Regions from separate parts of the Callithrix jacchus genome. Here region 2 is linked to region 1. The links are chromatin contacts, called in public Hi-C maps. All regions are on one chromosome and are shown on one strand. The core of a region is the stretch at or near the end of the contact, and the rest is flanking DNA. Distances in the headings are between cores, read along the strand shown.

Region 1 (7,364 bases), core at 1,965-4,464:
TTTTTGAGTTGATGTCTCACTCTGTCACCCAGGCTGGAGTGCAGTGGTGGGATCTCGGCTCACTGCAACCTCCGCCTCCCAGATTCAAGCGATTCTCCTGCCTCAGCCTCCCTAGTAGTTGGGTTTACAGGTGTGTGCCACCACACCCAGCTAAATTTTTGTATTTTTAGTAGAGACAGGGTTTCGCCACATGGGCCAAGCTGGTCTCGAACTCCTGCTCTCAGTTGATCTGCTCGTCTCAGCCTCCCAAACTGCTGGGATTACAGGTGCGAGCCACCACAGCCAGCCCATTTCTTGAAGGCTGAATGATCACTTGCTTTGAGTGAAATGGGCATTCACTGCTTGATTCATGTGTTGGTGGAAGCACGTTGACTCACTCAGTGCCTACTGTGTGCCAAGCACCATGCTGAAGTGGGGCTCATGGAGGTAACAGAATCAGCCTCAGGGCCTTCCTGATGCCGGAGAAGGGACACAAGAACCAGTGAGTGCAGGTCAGCCACTGGGCAGCTCTGCTAGTCACCTGTTTCTTTTAATAGACAGTAGAAGAGGAGGAACTACTGATGAAGCCGTGTGATAGGAGCGCCCCAAACCCTCTGGCAGGATGAGGCCTCCTGTAGATGTTTAGCGTTTGCTTCTCATTCCTAATAGGAAATGCGTCTCAGCTAACTGGCTTCTCCGCTTTCCTGAGACCTTAGCCGAGTGGTACACCCATACAGAGAAAACTTGGAGATCCAAAAAAGCACCACTCCACCTGCAGCTTTGCTGCTAGAAGTCTTTACCCATTCTTCTTTTTTTTCCAATACGGAGTCTTGCTCTGTCACCCAGACTGGAATGCAGTGGACTGATTACGGCTCACTGCAACCTCCGCCTCTTGAGTTCAAGCAATTCTCCTGCCTCAGCCTCCCAAGTAGGTGGCATTACAGGTGCCCGCCACCACACCTGGCTAATTTTTGTATTTTTAGTAGAGACAGGGTTTCACCATGTTGTTCAGGCTGACCTTGAACTCCTGACCTCATTATCCACCCGCCTCAGTCTCCCAAAGTGCTGGGATTACAGTCATGAGCCACCGTGCGTGGCCTCAATTTTTGTATTTTTAGTAGAGACAGGGTTTCACCATGTCGTCCAGGTCAGTCTTGAACTCCGGACCTCATGATCTCCCCCCATCATTCTCCCAAAGTGCTGGGATTATAGGTGTGAGCTATTATCGCACCTGCTGTCTTTACCCACTCTTCTAAGCCACAAAGCATAGCATTGTCCTCAGAGGCGGGATGAGAAGCAGAGAGGCAGGGCTCCTGGGAGGAGCAGGCTGTGGGACCTTGATTGTGCACCACCTGCCAGGCAGACACTGAGGCTAGAAGGCAAGATGTGTGAATGGGGCCAGGGAGGGGGACCAGCCCTCCAAGGTACTCCCCAAAGCACTGTCCATGCACACTCTCAGCAGCACCCCAGGTGATTAATAGACTGTGAGGAGGACCTGGTTAGATCCCCAGGGGTCCTGAGTGAAACAGGACCTCAGCTGAGCTCTGCAGGCTCAGGGGCTAGGGCAGAGAAGGCTGAGCATGCCCCAGGAGGTCTCCACTGGGGCGGGTGAGCAGAAGAAAGAAGAGTCAGAGAGGGCTGGGGCTGGGTATGTGAAGAAGGGCTCCTTTCTGTCCCCGGAGGGGCTGGGGAGTCTTGGGTTCTGGTCCTGGCTCTGCCTCTGCTGTGTGACCTCGTGGCAGTTCCTTCCCTCTCTGGCCTCTATTTTTGTCTGTGTGAAATGAGGAAGTTGGAGTAGACAACCTGCGGCTTCCCGCCCTGACATCCTGCGGGAGGGAGGAGGGATGGTTGGGAGTGTGTGTGGCGGGTTGCCAGGTGGTTTGGGGGTAGTCTGCACATTTCAGGAGCCCTTTACTGGGCGCAGGTCAGCCGGGGAAGTCAAAAGGGCACTGGGCGACAGTGGTGACCCCTCACCAGCTGCTTGCTCAGGCCAGGCACGGTGCTGGGTCCTTAGACACAGTCTCGAAACCTGACAAGCCGCTGGTGAGACAGGACCCCTCCTTATCAGGAGGAAACAGAAGCTGAGAGCTGGACTCACTTAAGCCCTGAGGCTACAGAGGCAGGGGCCATGGGGCTGAGGTTCCTGTCTGGGTCTGCCTGTGGTCTTGGTCATTGAGCCATCAGAGCAGGCGGGAAATTAGCTCCATGGACTCAGGCGTGCAAGAAGCATCGCACTGGATTATTTTTCAGAAATGAGTTTGTGAGAATGGAAGGAAAGTCCAGCTCAGCCATCACTAGGACTGCCCCCTTGCCCTTCTCCACCCTGTCCTGCCTCCCACTCCTGAAGTCCTCGAAGGCCTCAGGAATCTCATGCCAGGGAAGGTCCTGTCTCTGTAGCCCCTCCCCATTCCCCGTCATGACTGGTTTGCTGCTTGGACAGGGCCCTGTGCGCCACCACAGCTCCTAGGCCACCCTTGGGCCTGGGGCCTTTGTCAAGTTTTCAGCTTTCTTAGGTCCCCAGTGCATCCTTATGACTCATACCAAGCTCCTTCCTCCTTTCAGCTGTGAGGGCCCTTCCCTAGGGTCCCCTACATCTGCCTCCCTCCCTCCAAGCCCTCTCCAGAGGCCGGCACTGAAATTAGAAGCAGGAAGGTGGGGTTGTATTCAGGCAACTTCTGCTTTCAGCTGAGTGACCCAGATGTCCCAAGAGAAGGGAACAACGAAGGTTGGGCTGCCTGGTTGGAACTGGGGTCAGGAGAGGCGCACAGTGAGGGTGGGAGGGGAAGGGTCCCAAGAAAGGACCCTGTCCCCTGCGAGGCCCACGGGGCTGCTGCTGTGGGACTGTCTAGCTGGAGAGTGTGCCTGAAACCACTTAACAGTCAGCACAGACCACTCTGATGAAGGCTGGAGAAGAAAAGAGGAGGAGGGGTGGGAAGGGAGAGCTGGGCCTGCCCCTTGGCCTCTGTCCCAGGTGCCTGCAGTCTGCAGCCTCATAGCCTCCCTACACCCCCAGCCCTGATTCTGGCTCCAGGAGTGAGTTCTTGACTCGGGCGGCTAGTGCCTGGTGGATGGTCAGAGGGAACCAGCTCGGGAAGAAAAAGCCTGTATTGACCAGCTCTCTTCTGCTCCAGACTCTGGCAGGGCCTTTCCTTGGCTTGGTGCCCAGCTGCCTGCTTGCCTAGCCTGGTAAACTCTGCATCTGCCCTACTTCACAGGCCGGGGAGGCTGGCAGCATGCCAGGGCCGGGCTCACGTCAGCAGCCACTCAGGGAAGGGAGGGCAGTCTCCAAAGAGCTCCCCAGCCTCATGGGCTGTGGACAGGTGAAATCAGGGCACTGCTGTGCAGAGGGAAGGTGGAGGCTGGGGCCTGTCCCCCACCTGGGAGACCCCCATCCAGAGAACCTGGAAGCTGTCACTCCAACATCTAGGCTCGCTCAGGCTGCCAGAGGTGGGAACCCCACCTTCAATTCCTAGTCTGGGCCCCAGACTGGCTGACGCTGTGCGTATGGCCAGGGCTCCCAAACATGGGTCCATGGGCTACACAAGAGCTTCTAGGGGGCTTTGCCTCCAATTCAGCAGGGTTGGGACGAAGCCCATGAAGCCAGTATTTATTGTTTAAACACTTGAAGCAATTCTGCAGCAATTCTGATTCATGGCTGAGTTTAGGAGTCAGGCTTGGGAAGAGAACCCCAGAGCTGGGTGGGGAGAGGTCTGATGCTCTGTTCCTCTTGTGGCTAATCACCTGTGTGACACGGAGACCTCTGTGTATCTCTGGGTGTCTGTTTCCTCATCAGGGAGCAGCAGTTCTCCTTGTGCCTTCTCAGTAGGATTAGCATGGCGGTGGAACGAGGCTGTGAGATAGCATCTTGTGGGTACCTGCGCTGCATTGTAACTAGGCTCCTAGCCCTGTCCAGTCATCTGGCCAAACCTGCTTCTGGCCTCTAGGAATGCAGAGGAGAGGCTGCAGGTGACTTCTCTCCGTCCGGCCCCCTTCTAGGAACAGTGGCTGGGGCCTGAGCCGGAGATGCTCACAGGAGAATTTTCTTTGTACTCTGGGAGGGGGAGGAAGAAGGAGGTAAGTGGCTTTGCTGTGAGAAGTGTGGCTCCCTAGGGCCAGCACTCACCTCCTCCCTCCAGGTCATGCCGTGACTCTGTTTCATTCAGGTCTCTGTCACTGCGCGGGAAGATGTGCCCACCTTTGGCCCACCTCTGCCGAGTCCCCCTGTTTTCCAGAAGGTAGGATGCTCTTCCTTCTGCTCCGCTCACATCTGCAACACCAGGTCCCAGGGCTTGAGTGGCAGGTTGGGATGGGGCCGACGTCAGGCTGGAAACAGGGAGATCCTTTTGCAAGTTTGGGAGGACCCTCCTTTCTTGGGGTCTCCCCACCTCTTTCATGCTGCCAGTCTGGCCCAGCATAGGACCACTGGTTGGGTTATTTGACACTGAGGTTGCCTTTCTGCTAAAAGAAGGGTTTTTATGTCAAGCCCTGGTCACAGGAGCCTTGGGCAGGAATGATCTCCAGACACAGGGGTGCCACTGAGGCTTCCCAGGACCACGGACACGGGTTTCCATGTTGGCATATTAGCAAGCGGGCTTGGCCTGGGCTAGAAATGACCGGCTACCAGAAGGGACCTTTCGGGGCTCTTCCCACGCCCCCAGCTCCGCCTGCCTGTCCCTTTGGCTGAAGATCTGGCAGCAGCCGAGAGTGGGAGACCTGAGGGCTGTCTTGTCTGTTCCAGGGCGCAGAATTCAGGGAGTTTCTTCTCACCAAGCTCACCAATGCCGAGAATGCCTGCTGCAAGTCAGACAAGTTTGCAAAGCTGGAGGTGAGACTGTGGGTTCTGGAAGGTCTCCTCCTGCCCGCTGGGCCTCCTGTTAGCCTCATCCGGGGATCCTCCATCCTCTTTTTGAGACAGAGTCTTGCTCTGTCGCCAGGCTCGAGTGCAATGGCGTGAACTTGGCTCACTGCAACCTCCACCTCCTGGGTTCAAGCCATTATTTGCCTCAGCCTCCTGAGTAGCTGGGATTATAGGTGTGCGCCATCACGCCTGGCTAATTTTTATAGTATTTTTTTTTTTTTTTTTTTGGAGACAGAGTCTCACTCTGTTGCCCAGGCTAGAGTGCAGTGGTGCAGTCTTGGCTCACTGCAACCTCCGCCTCCTGGGTTCAAGTAATTCTCTTGCCTCAGCCTTTAGACTAGCTGGGACTACAGGTGCATGCTGCCATGCCTGGCTAATTTTTTGTATTTTTAGTAGAGGTGTTTTAGTAGGATTTCACCATGTTGCTCAGGCTGGTCGCAAACTCCTGAGCTCAGGCAGTCCACCTGCCTCAGCCTCCCAAAGTGCTGGGATTACAGGCGTGAGCCACCATGCCTGGCCTTATTTTTGTATTGTTAGTAGAGATGGGGTTTCTCCATGTTGGCCCGGCTGGTCTTGAATTCCTGATCTCAGGTGATCCACCTGCCTCAGCCTCCCTTGCTGGGATTATAGGTGTGAGCCACCGTACCCAGCCAGTCAGTCATTTTTAAAGCTCCTACTATATGTCAGGCCCTGTTCTGTTTCCTAGGATATGGGAATGAGTGAGACAGTTTCTGTCCCTCTAGAGCTCACAGGATGGTGGGAGGGGGTCTTTACTAATAGACAATTATAGCACACTGTGCCAGTGCTAGGCTGCGATGGAGGTCAGCACAGCTCAGATAGTGACTACTTCTGCCTGTGGGGGTTTGAGGGTGTGTTTAGAGAAGGCTTCTTGGAGGAGGGGGCCCATGTGCAGCTGAATCTTGAAATTGGATGAACCTTCTACCTGGAGGAAAGATGGGGGAAGGGAGGGTTGACCTGGCATGGGAAACAGCATGAGAAAAGGCCAAGAAAAACCAGAGACCGACTTCCTGAGGGAGCTCCTGAGGGTTTGCTGTGGCCTAAGGACCCATGGGGGCTGGAATGGTGGGAGACACAGCTGGAGATGTTGGTTGGATCGGATCCAGAAGGGCTTAGAGTTGGAGGAGCTAGCACTAGGCTGCTAGCAAAGTGCTTAGTCAGGAGAGTGAGGGGTTCGACGTATATGCCAGAGGGATTGTCTGTCATTGAGAGTGACGGTGGTGACAGGGCAAGAGGTGCAGGAAGGTGGCCAGTTAGAAGCCATTTACCAGAAATCCAGGAGAGATGACAGAGGCTTCTGTTGTATGGGAGGAAATGGTTCCAGTCAGGATTGGGAAGACTTGCTGGACTCCTGGCTGTAAGTGCTGGGGGAAGTGGCATTGGTTGTAGGGTGATTCTTAGGCCTTCGGCCTGGCCTCTTTGATGACACGGTGGCCGAGTTGTGCCTGTGAAGGCCGGATTGCTGAAAGGTCCAGTCCTCATCTGTATGAATGGCAGCCCCTGGCGTCCACGTGCGTGGCTCTGGACGAGCATCTGGATGGAGAAGAGTGGTGGGCAGTTGGGTGCGTGGATGTCAAGGTGGGGCAGAGGCTGACCTGGGACTCACTCTTCCTTCTGCTCCTCTGCCACCGAGGTGGAGCTGTGGCAGTTGTGGGAAGACCTGGGGAGAAGGCCACGGGGAGTAGAGTAGGGGGTCGGGCTCGTAGCTTTCTTCTCAGCTATAGTATTTGTGAGCATGAAGCTCAGCTCAGCTGTAGGTCCATGCTGTGGCTAGGCTGGGCAAAATGCCAATCCCTAGGTCAGGTGTCTGGAGCTCAGGAGGAGAGGGTACATTTCGGCTCTCAGAGCCTACTTCCCCATCCTCACCCTCTTCCCTTCTAGGACCGGACCAGGGCTGCCCTCCTGGACAACCTTCACGACGAGCTCCACGCCCACACGCAGACCATGCTGGGACTGGGCCCAGAGGAGGACAAGTTTGAGAATGGAGGCCACGGGGGATTCCTGGAGTCTTTTAAGGTACGTGCATAAGAGTGACTGACGGTGGCTGTGGCAGGGGTGTGGGGGGCAAAGAAAGGAAGTGGTTCAAGGTCCATGGGATGCTGACCCCAGAGCCCAAGGGCCAGCTAAAGGGGTGACAGGAAAGTACGGGATCCCAGGTGTTTGCAAAGGGCAGGGCCATTAGGAAGTGTGTGAGTCTGGTGCAGCCAACAGCGTCTTCAGCACCTTCTCCATCCTTCCTTCACCTGGGTCATCTCCTCCAGGACTAGGGATCTGACAGGCAGGGACAGGTAGAGAGGTAGCGGTAGGAGAGGATCCAGGGCCGCCTCCTGGGTCGGGGAGCCCAGGGCAGAACGGCAGGAGCGAGGAGTACAGGCCTTAGGGCTCTTCTGGAGCTGGTGGGTGCTGCAGATTCTTCCCAGCTAGCTGGCTGAGCATTGGAAGACCTGGTGGGGCAGGGGGCATGAAACTATAGGCAGGTCCCTGTGGACTTTGCCAGGGGAAAAGCTCT
Region 2 (7,364 bases), core at 2,080-4,579, 160 kb before region 1:
TACTAGTCCTAGCCCAGACACACCCTGAAGTGCCTCGGTCTGTTTTTTTTTTTTTGGACCGAGTCTCGCTCTGTCTCCCATGCTGCAATGCAGTGATACGATCTTGGCACACTACAATCTCTGCCTCCTGGGTTCAAGCGATTTGCCTGGCTCAGTCTCCCAAGTAGCTGGGATTACAGGCGCCTGCCACCACACCTGGCTAATTTTTGTATTTTTAGTAGAGATGGTGTTTCACCATGTTGGCCAGACTGGTCTTGAACTCCTAATCTCAAATGATCCACCCACACTGGCCTCCCAAAGTGCTGGGATTACAGGCCCGGCCAACTTTGGCTATTTTGAATAAAACTGCTGTGAACATGTTCATGCCAGTCTTTGTGGAGAGCACGCATGCTCACCAAATCCTTGCAGCAGCTAATAGGATTGCAATATTGTTATTCCCGTTTTACAGATGAAGACACTGAGACTCCGAGGGGGTTAGATCCTATTCCCAGGCCACAGAGATAGTCAAAGCTGGGGGTGGGATTCTAACCCAGGTTTGTCTGACTGCAGCATCTGCGTTTTTATTCCCTCACTGTAGTGTTTTTGCATTACAGCTGTTTGGGGCCATTAAGCATAGGGACAAATGGACATTTCCTCTCAATGGTCTGTCAGTTTCTAACTGCATTTTAGCTTACTACACTAGTTGCTATTGATAATCAAGGATCTGAGTCACCATGAAAAGATTCCACCAAACCTGTCTTTAAAGGACAGCAACATGGAAGGTGTGTGAGAGACATTGCTAGCTAGGGTCATGACAGTATCAGCAGGCTAGCAAGGAAGCACACCAACAGTTTTGCTTCCCAAAGCTCCAGTGCTCTGGAAATCTCACATAGTTGTAATTTACCATCTCCCAGAGAAGCCAGGCACAGAAAGCGTTACTGGATATATAAAATAGTATATAAATAATCTGTATATAAGAAACCACTTTGTTCTCTGTAGAGCCACACAGAATAGGGTTTTGGAGAGTCTGCTGGTTCTCGCTTTGAAAGATGTTGCTAAGCAATGTTACTAATATTATGGAAAGACAGCTTCCCTCCCGGCTTTTCCGCTCGGCCCCAGAAACCCTTGAGTTGGAAGTGCTTTCAGGAGTAGCAGCAGCTGGGGAGGTTTGGTAATCGGTGAGGTGGGGCCAGGGACCTTGGGTTGGAAATGGATTGTGCTGCTGGCCACCCAGCCCTTGGCCTCATCAGCCCCTCATTTTCTGGACTGACTCCTAGGCAGCATCTATGCAAAATAACACCTCTTCATGTTCATCAGAAATTTCACACACAGAAGGATCCTTCTGAATGTTTTCACTGTGGGAAAAATTATTGTAGTCATGCTGCTTAGCAAAAATTCAAAAATCCATAAATGAACTTCAGAAAAGAAAGTCTTTTTAAATAACTTCAGTAACCCAAGGGCTATATGAAGAACTTCTTTCTTCCTCTACCCACTCTCCATAATCCCTGAACAGGAAGTCAGCAGGGTTCTGATTGACATCGTGCACTGCAGGCTCCCCCTTCATGGCTCTGGGTACTGGAGTGCTGAGTGCCCACGGCTGAGTGGGATCTGTGGATTTCCTCGGCGTGGTTTCCTTTCTTCGGAGCTCGGAAATGCCACACAAGTCATGGAGACTGTTTCCAAAACCTGAGCCAGTTTAGATCCTCTGCTTAATATGATGTCTGTGGCCCCAGGAAAGTTGGCTGAACTGAGGTTTCCCAGGCTTGTCTTTGAGGCCTCCCAGCCATGCCTGGGACCCTATTGTGGTGGGATGGAGCTCTTGGGGCTAGTTGTGGGCTCTGGGAGGGGATTTTAGAAGTGGGGAAGAGAGGCAGTATGTTGGCAAAGATTCTTCTTCCTGTGTCTCTCTCTTCTCTTTCTTTCTTTCTTTCTTTCCTTCTTTTTTTTTTTTTTTTGAGATGGAGTTTCGCTCTTGTTACCCAGGCTGGAGTGCAATGGCACGATCCCGGCCCACCGCAACCTCCGCCTCCTGGGTTCAGGCAGTTCTCCTGCCTCAGCCTCCTGAGTAGCTGGGATTACAGGCACGCGCCACCATGCCCAGCTAATTTTTTGTATTTTTAGTAGAGACGGGGTTTCACCATGTTGACCAGGATGGTCTCGCTCTTTTGACCTCGTGATCCACCCGCCTCGGCCTCCCAAAGTGCTGGGATTACAGGCTTGAGCCACCGCGCCTGGCACTCTTTCTTTTTGAATTGGTTATTTATTTATGAGACAAAGTCTTGCTTTGTTGCCCAGGCTGGAGTGCAGTGGCATGATCTTGGCTCACTGCAAACCCAGCCTCCTGGGCTCAAGCAGTTCTCCTGCCTCAGCCTCCTGAGTAGCTGGGATTGCAGGCACCCACCACCAAGCCCGGCTAACTTTTGTATTTTTATAGAGCTGGGGTTTCACGTTGGCCAGGCTGGTCTTGAACTCCTGACCTCATGTGATCCACCCACCTTGGCTTCCCAAAATGCTGGGATTACTGGCGTGAGCCATCGTGCCCAGCCCATCTTTCTCTTTTCAAAATAGAAACTGCAAATGATTTCAGTATTTCCCTTCCCCCACTGTCTTCCAGCCTCCATCCTCCCACTCTGTCTTCCTCCTGAGGGGGCATCCTAGAGATGCAACTGTGTTGTAGCTCAGCAGGGGGCGCTGATGCACCCGCCAAGAGTGGAGGTTTCCTACCAGTACAGGTGTGAGTGTTCAGCTGTGTGCTAGGGGGCTTCTGAATGATTATGCCCTTGCAGGTGTGTGTATTTGTATACCCTCAAGGGAAGAAGAGAGCGGGGGTGCTGGCCTGTCCTTTTCAGCGCTCTGTTTATAACCCTTTTGTTGCTCCAAAGATTGTGTTGTCCATGGAATGAATGGCTGGGACCTGCCTGTAAAGGGGAAGGGCAAGGTGTCTGAAGACACCTGGTTTTCATCAAAGGCCCCAGCCTCCTTGCTCCATAGCTCCTCTTGCCCCCACTCACCCCCAACCGCAGCCCTGAGAGGTGGCAGTCATTCTGCTGAGCAGTGGGGTGCTGGGAGTTGGAGGCTGGGCAGGGCGAGGAGGTGGAGTCTGCTGCAGGCTGGCTCTCTGATCGGGGCACAGGCCTGGGGCTGATTCCTGCTTTCTTATGGACATGTCTCCTGGAGCTGGTTCCCAGGCACAAAAGGCCCTTTTCTTCAGGGCCAGGCATGCGTGTCTGTCTGCCTCAACCCACTGGCCCCTTAGGAACGGGCTGTGCAGCTGTCTGCTCTCTGTTCATGATTAACTTCCCTGTCTCCCGCCCCAGGCCTGATTCCCACCCAGGCCCCCTCAGCCTTTCTAGTTCCCGGGACTGGGAGAGACCTGGGTTGGCAGCTGCCTGGCTCTGGGACGACTATGGGCTCTGGAGGCTGGAACAGGCCACGGAGATCCTGTGAGCTGGGACCTGGAGGGAGACCCTTTCACTGACTGCTGCGGTCCTCACTTCCCGTAGTCTGCATGTGTTTTTCTTAGCTCACCCCAAAGTGCCTCATGAATGTGGCCTTAGAGCACGGTAATGTGAAAATTCTTCCCTGTCCGTTCTCTTTTGAACTGGGATTTTTTTTTCAAGGAAAAAAATGGTTTGGTGCAGATGTGTCACTAGCACCTAACACCGCCTGCTTTTTTAAGGAAGGTGCTTCAAGCTTAGAGCTTTTGTCAGGCAACAGTATTGAGGTAAAATTTGATAAATTTATATTTGTTTTCATGGTAGAAATGGCAAGTGAGAACGGATTTTCATTCAGGGTTCAATAACGTTTTCTTGTAAAATTAAGTAAAGGCCGGCCTCGGTGGCTCACATCTGTAAACCCAGCACTTCGGGAGGTTGAGGCAGGTGGATCACCTGAGGTCAGGAGTTTGAGACCAGCCCGGCCAACATGGAGAAACCCCATCTCTACTGAAAATACAAAAATTAGCCGGGTGTGGTGGCGAATACCTGTAATCCCAGCTACTTGGGAGGCTGAAGCAGGAGAATTGCTTGAACCCAGGAGGTGGAGGTTGCAGTGAGCTGAGACCACACCACTGCACTCCAGCCTGGGCGACAGAGCAAAACAACATCTCAAAAAATAAATAAATAGGCCGGGCACGGTGGCTCAAGCCTGTAATCCCAGCACTTTGGGAGGCCAAGGCGGGTGGATCACGAGGTCAAGAGATCGAGACCATTCTGGTCAACATGGTGAAACCCCGTCTCTACTAAAAATACAAAAAATTAGCTCAGCACGGTGGCACGTGCCTGTAATCCCAGCTACTCAGGAGGCTGAGGCAGGAGAATTGCCTGAACCCAGGAGGCGGAGGTTGCGGGGTGCCATTGCACTCCAGCCTGGGTGAAAAGAGCGAAACTCCGTCTCAAGAAATAATAAATAAATAAAAATAAAATAAATAAATAATTAAAATTAAGTGAAAAGGTAAGTTGATGTAATTAAAACAAAATAATGAACAGCAGAGCAGCATGATGTTAAGACAAAGAACCGTGGAGGTGGTGGTGAATGGCCCAGCTGTGGAGACCTTTGGCTGGGCTCACTGCACACAGTGGCCGGAAATGGCCTTGTTTTGTGGTTTGCTGTGTGTTAACCCCGTTAGTTTTGGGCAGGGATGGTTTTCCATTTTTTTCCCTTGCCCTGGTCGCTCGCATAAAGCTGGACATACTGTGCGTGTTTCATAAATGCTGGTGGAACAGGTAGGCCTAGCATTGATGGTGGTTCCACTGTCTTTTATTGATGGGTCTTCTCGTGCTTTGGGGTTCCCTCTGTGGGGTGCGGGGTGTGGGTGTGATGGCTGTCGGGGCTGGAGTGGGAGTTAAGGAGGGAACTGCTGTCTATGCCCTGGAGGTGGCAAGTTTGTAGGGCAGGTGCAGAAGGATGGAATCTCGCCACCAGGAACATTCTACCTCTTAGAGACTCAGGAGTCAGGGTCTGAGAGGTTATGGTTTTTTGGGGACAGCCTTGTGTTTGCAGCCACATTGGGGTTGTGGAGGGACTGAGAGGGCTGGGAACTCCAGAATAAGAGAAAGAATAATAGAACTTGCTGGGTGGATTTGGTACCTTCATCATCCCAATTCCCTGTTGTTGTTTGAAGAGATGTGGTCTCACTATGTTGCCCAGGCTGGTCTAGAACTTCTGGTCCCAACTCAAGTGATCCACCTGCCTCGGCCTTCCCAAATGCTGGGATTACAGGTGTGAGCCCTCCTGTTACCCACGTGACCTTAACTAGCACTTGACTTGAACTAGCTCCCACACTCGCACCTGCTGGGAAGGAGGGTCCAGCCTTCTGCTGAGATGCAGCCTTCTGTGTGTGGATAAAATACACCCCATGCTAGGACAGACCTAAGGCCAGCACCCTCATCACTGTCTCTGCCATTTAGCAGAAGCAGTCCATCAGCTACCCTGTGGGTACTTGGGTGCTGTGTGCTACAGCGAGGCAGGAGAGCTGGAGGAGAAGCTCTGGGCTGTGCTGCTGCTCTTCCCTCTTCTCCACCAAGGACACTCATTTATTCTTTTTCCAGACCAATTCTTTTTTTTTTTTTTTTTTTTTTAGATGGAGCCTCACTCTATCGCCCAGGTTGGAGTGCAGTGGTGTGATCTTGGCTCACTGAAACCTCTGCCCCCGCTCCCGGGTTCAAGCGATTCTCCTGCCTCAGCCTCCCAAGTAGCAGGCGCCTCTGGTGACAGGCGCCAGTCACCACGCCCAGCTAATTTTTGTATTTTGAGTAGAGCTGGGGTTTTGCCATCTTGGCCAGGCTGGGTCTTGAACTCCTGGCCTCGTGATCCACCTGCCTCCGCCTCCCAAAGTGCTGGGATTACAGTGAGTCACTGCACCCGGCTTCTAGACCGATTCTTAAGTCACTACTGGGATAGTACTTGCAGCCCGCCTAACCGGCAATCCCAGGAGTGGGCCCCGGGTTATTCCAATCTTTAGCTATAAAAAGATGTCCATGGCTATCTATATCTCTGATCCCCCACAACACCGGCAGGGAGAGGGTGGGAGGGAGGCAAGGCCAGTGGTAATAGCCTCTTCATGAATAGACCAGGTGGATTTTAGTACCACCCTGGGGCTCCCTTCCCTCCCCCCGCCAACTCCAGTGCCAGCAGTAAGCAGGGCAGACGCCTCCGGGCCTTGAATTTGTTTGCAGCCCCTCTCCCCTCTCCACCCAGCATGGTCCCCTTCTAGCCTGGATTTTCTGTGCTTGAATGCCAGACTGTAAAAAATACAAGGCAAATTGCCTCGGAGGACCTCTTTGGCCCCCCTACAGGGCTGTTTCCAAAGATGGACTAAATTGGCTTGTTTAAATTCCCTCCAACCCCTTGCCCGCCGCCTCTTTCCCTAGGGTCAAAGCGGTGAGTGATGCTACGGGGGTGGGAAGTGGCTGGAAGGCTGGACAGCACGTGGAAGTGGATGAGGGGCTTGTGAGCGAGGTCCCGCGCCGAGGGTAGGGCCCAGGCCCTAGCCCTTTCCCCGGGACCTGGAGCGACCCTGCGTCTTTCCTTCCCTAAGGAGATGAGGCTGGTGAATGCGTAGAGGCCAGGGCCGGGGGGCGGGGAGGGTACAGTGGGGGCAGCCTGGCCTGCCTGGAGGAAGTGGGGTCGCCGTGAAGTTGGTCCTTGACCCTGTGTGGAGTCAAACTCCCAGGGCCGGGAGAGCCGGTGTCCTCGGGGAGCCGACCCCAGCCCGCCCCTGAGCCCCTGCGCCCCTGCGCCCCTGCCCTGCCATCCTTGCCCGGACCACGGGGAGAGGCGGGGGTGGGGGGGCAGAATTCTGCCTCCTCCACACCCGCCCCGACCCCGGGACCCGGGCCCGAGAGCTGCGAGCCGGGATGGGGTGGGGGCGCCCGGCTCAGGTGCCCTCTGTTCAGCGCGGGAAGGCCGGGAGGTGAGCCTGCGCGGGCAGCGTGTTTGGCCCGAGGACGCGTGTGTCCGCCCGGTGCCTATTTTCTCTCCGTGTTTTGAAGACAGTGACAGCATCGGAGAAGTATCCCGGGGCCGGGCTGGGGAGGGCGGCCGCTGCCTCTGCCTGGGGAGGGAGCCCGGGGTCGGGGTAGGAGCGGGCGAGGGAAGGCGGGGCCGGGGCCGGGGCCGGGGTCCGGGAGGGCGCCTGCGGGCCGCGCAGGGGGCGCCGAGTTCTCGGGAACGTGTCCCCTTCTCCCACGCCCCGAGCCCTCCACCATCCGGGCGGCCGAGGCCGGGGCGCGGGAGGCGGGGCCGGGGCGGGTCCCGGCGCGGGCGGCGTGTCTGAGCAGGAGCCGTGAGCTGCCCGCCCCGGCCGCGCCCCGAGCGAGCCTTGGAAATGTCCGCGCCGGGGGAGCCGACGGCGGCTGCCCCGCGGGCCCCGAGGAGACGCTGAA

The links. A called contact is a pair of places that touch in the nucleus more often than the background predicts.
Region 2: a Hi-C map of skeletal muscle shows a contact between it and region 1, with 6 times the contacts expected there. The contact joins two enhancer-like sites. A contact is called at or near these places in 3 of 3 Hi-C or Micro-C datasets (induced pluripotent stem cells and skeletal muscle).

The regions. Positions count from the first base shown.
Region 1 is chr5:65,288,506-65,295,869 of calJac240_pri, reverse strand. RAP1GAP2 (RAP1 GTPase activating protein 2) reads left to right here. Exons shown (of 25, transcript XR_013535393.1): 15 at 4,143-4,214; 16 at 4,718-4,804; 17 at 6,737-6,871. Among named protein-coding and RNA genes, the nearest start is that of RAP1GAP2, 210 kb to the left of the region's middle. Within about 2 kb of position 3,214, at least 13 of the 16 cell types and tissues checked have an H3K27ac peak or open chromatin away from gene starts, as enhancers often do.
Region 2 is chr5:65,444,021-65,451,384 of calJac240_pri, reverse strand. All of the region lies in intron 3 of RAP1GAP2 (RAP1 GTPase activating protein 2), which reads left to right. Among named protein-coding and RNA genes, the nearest start is that of RAP1GAP2, 53 kb to the left of the region's middle. Within about 2 kb of position 3,329, at least 3 of the 16 cell types and tissues checked have an H3K27ac peak or open chromatin away from gene starts, as enhancers often do.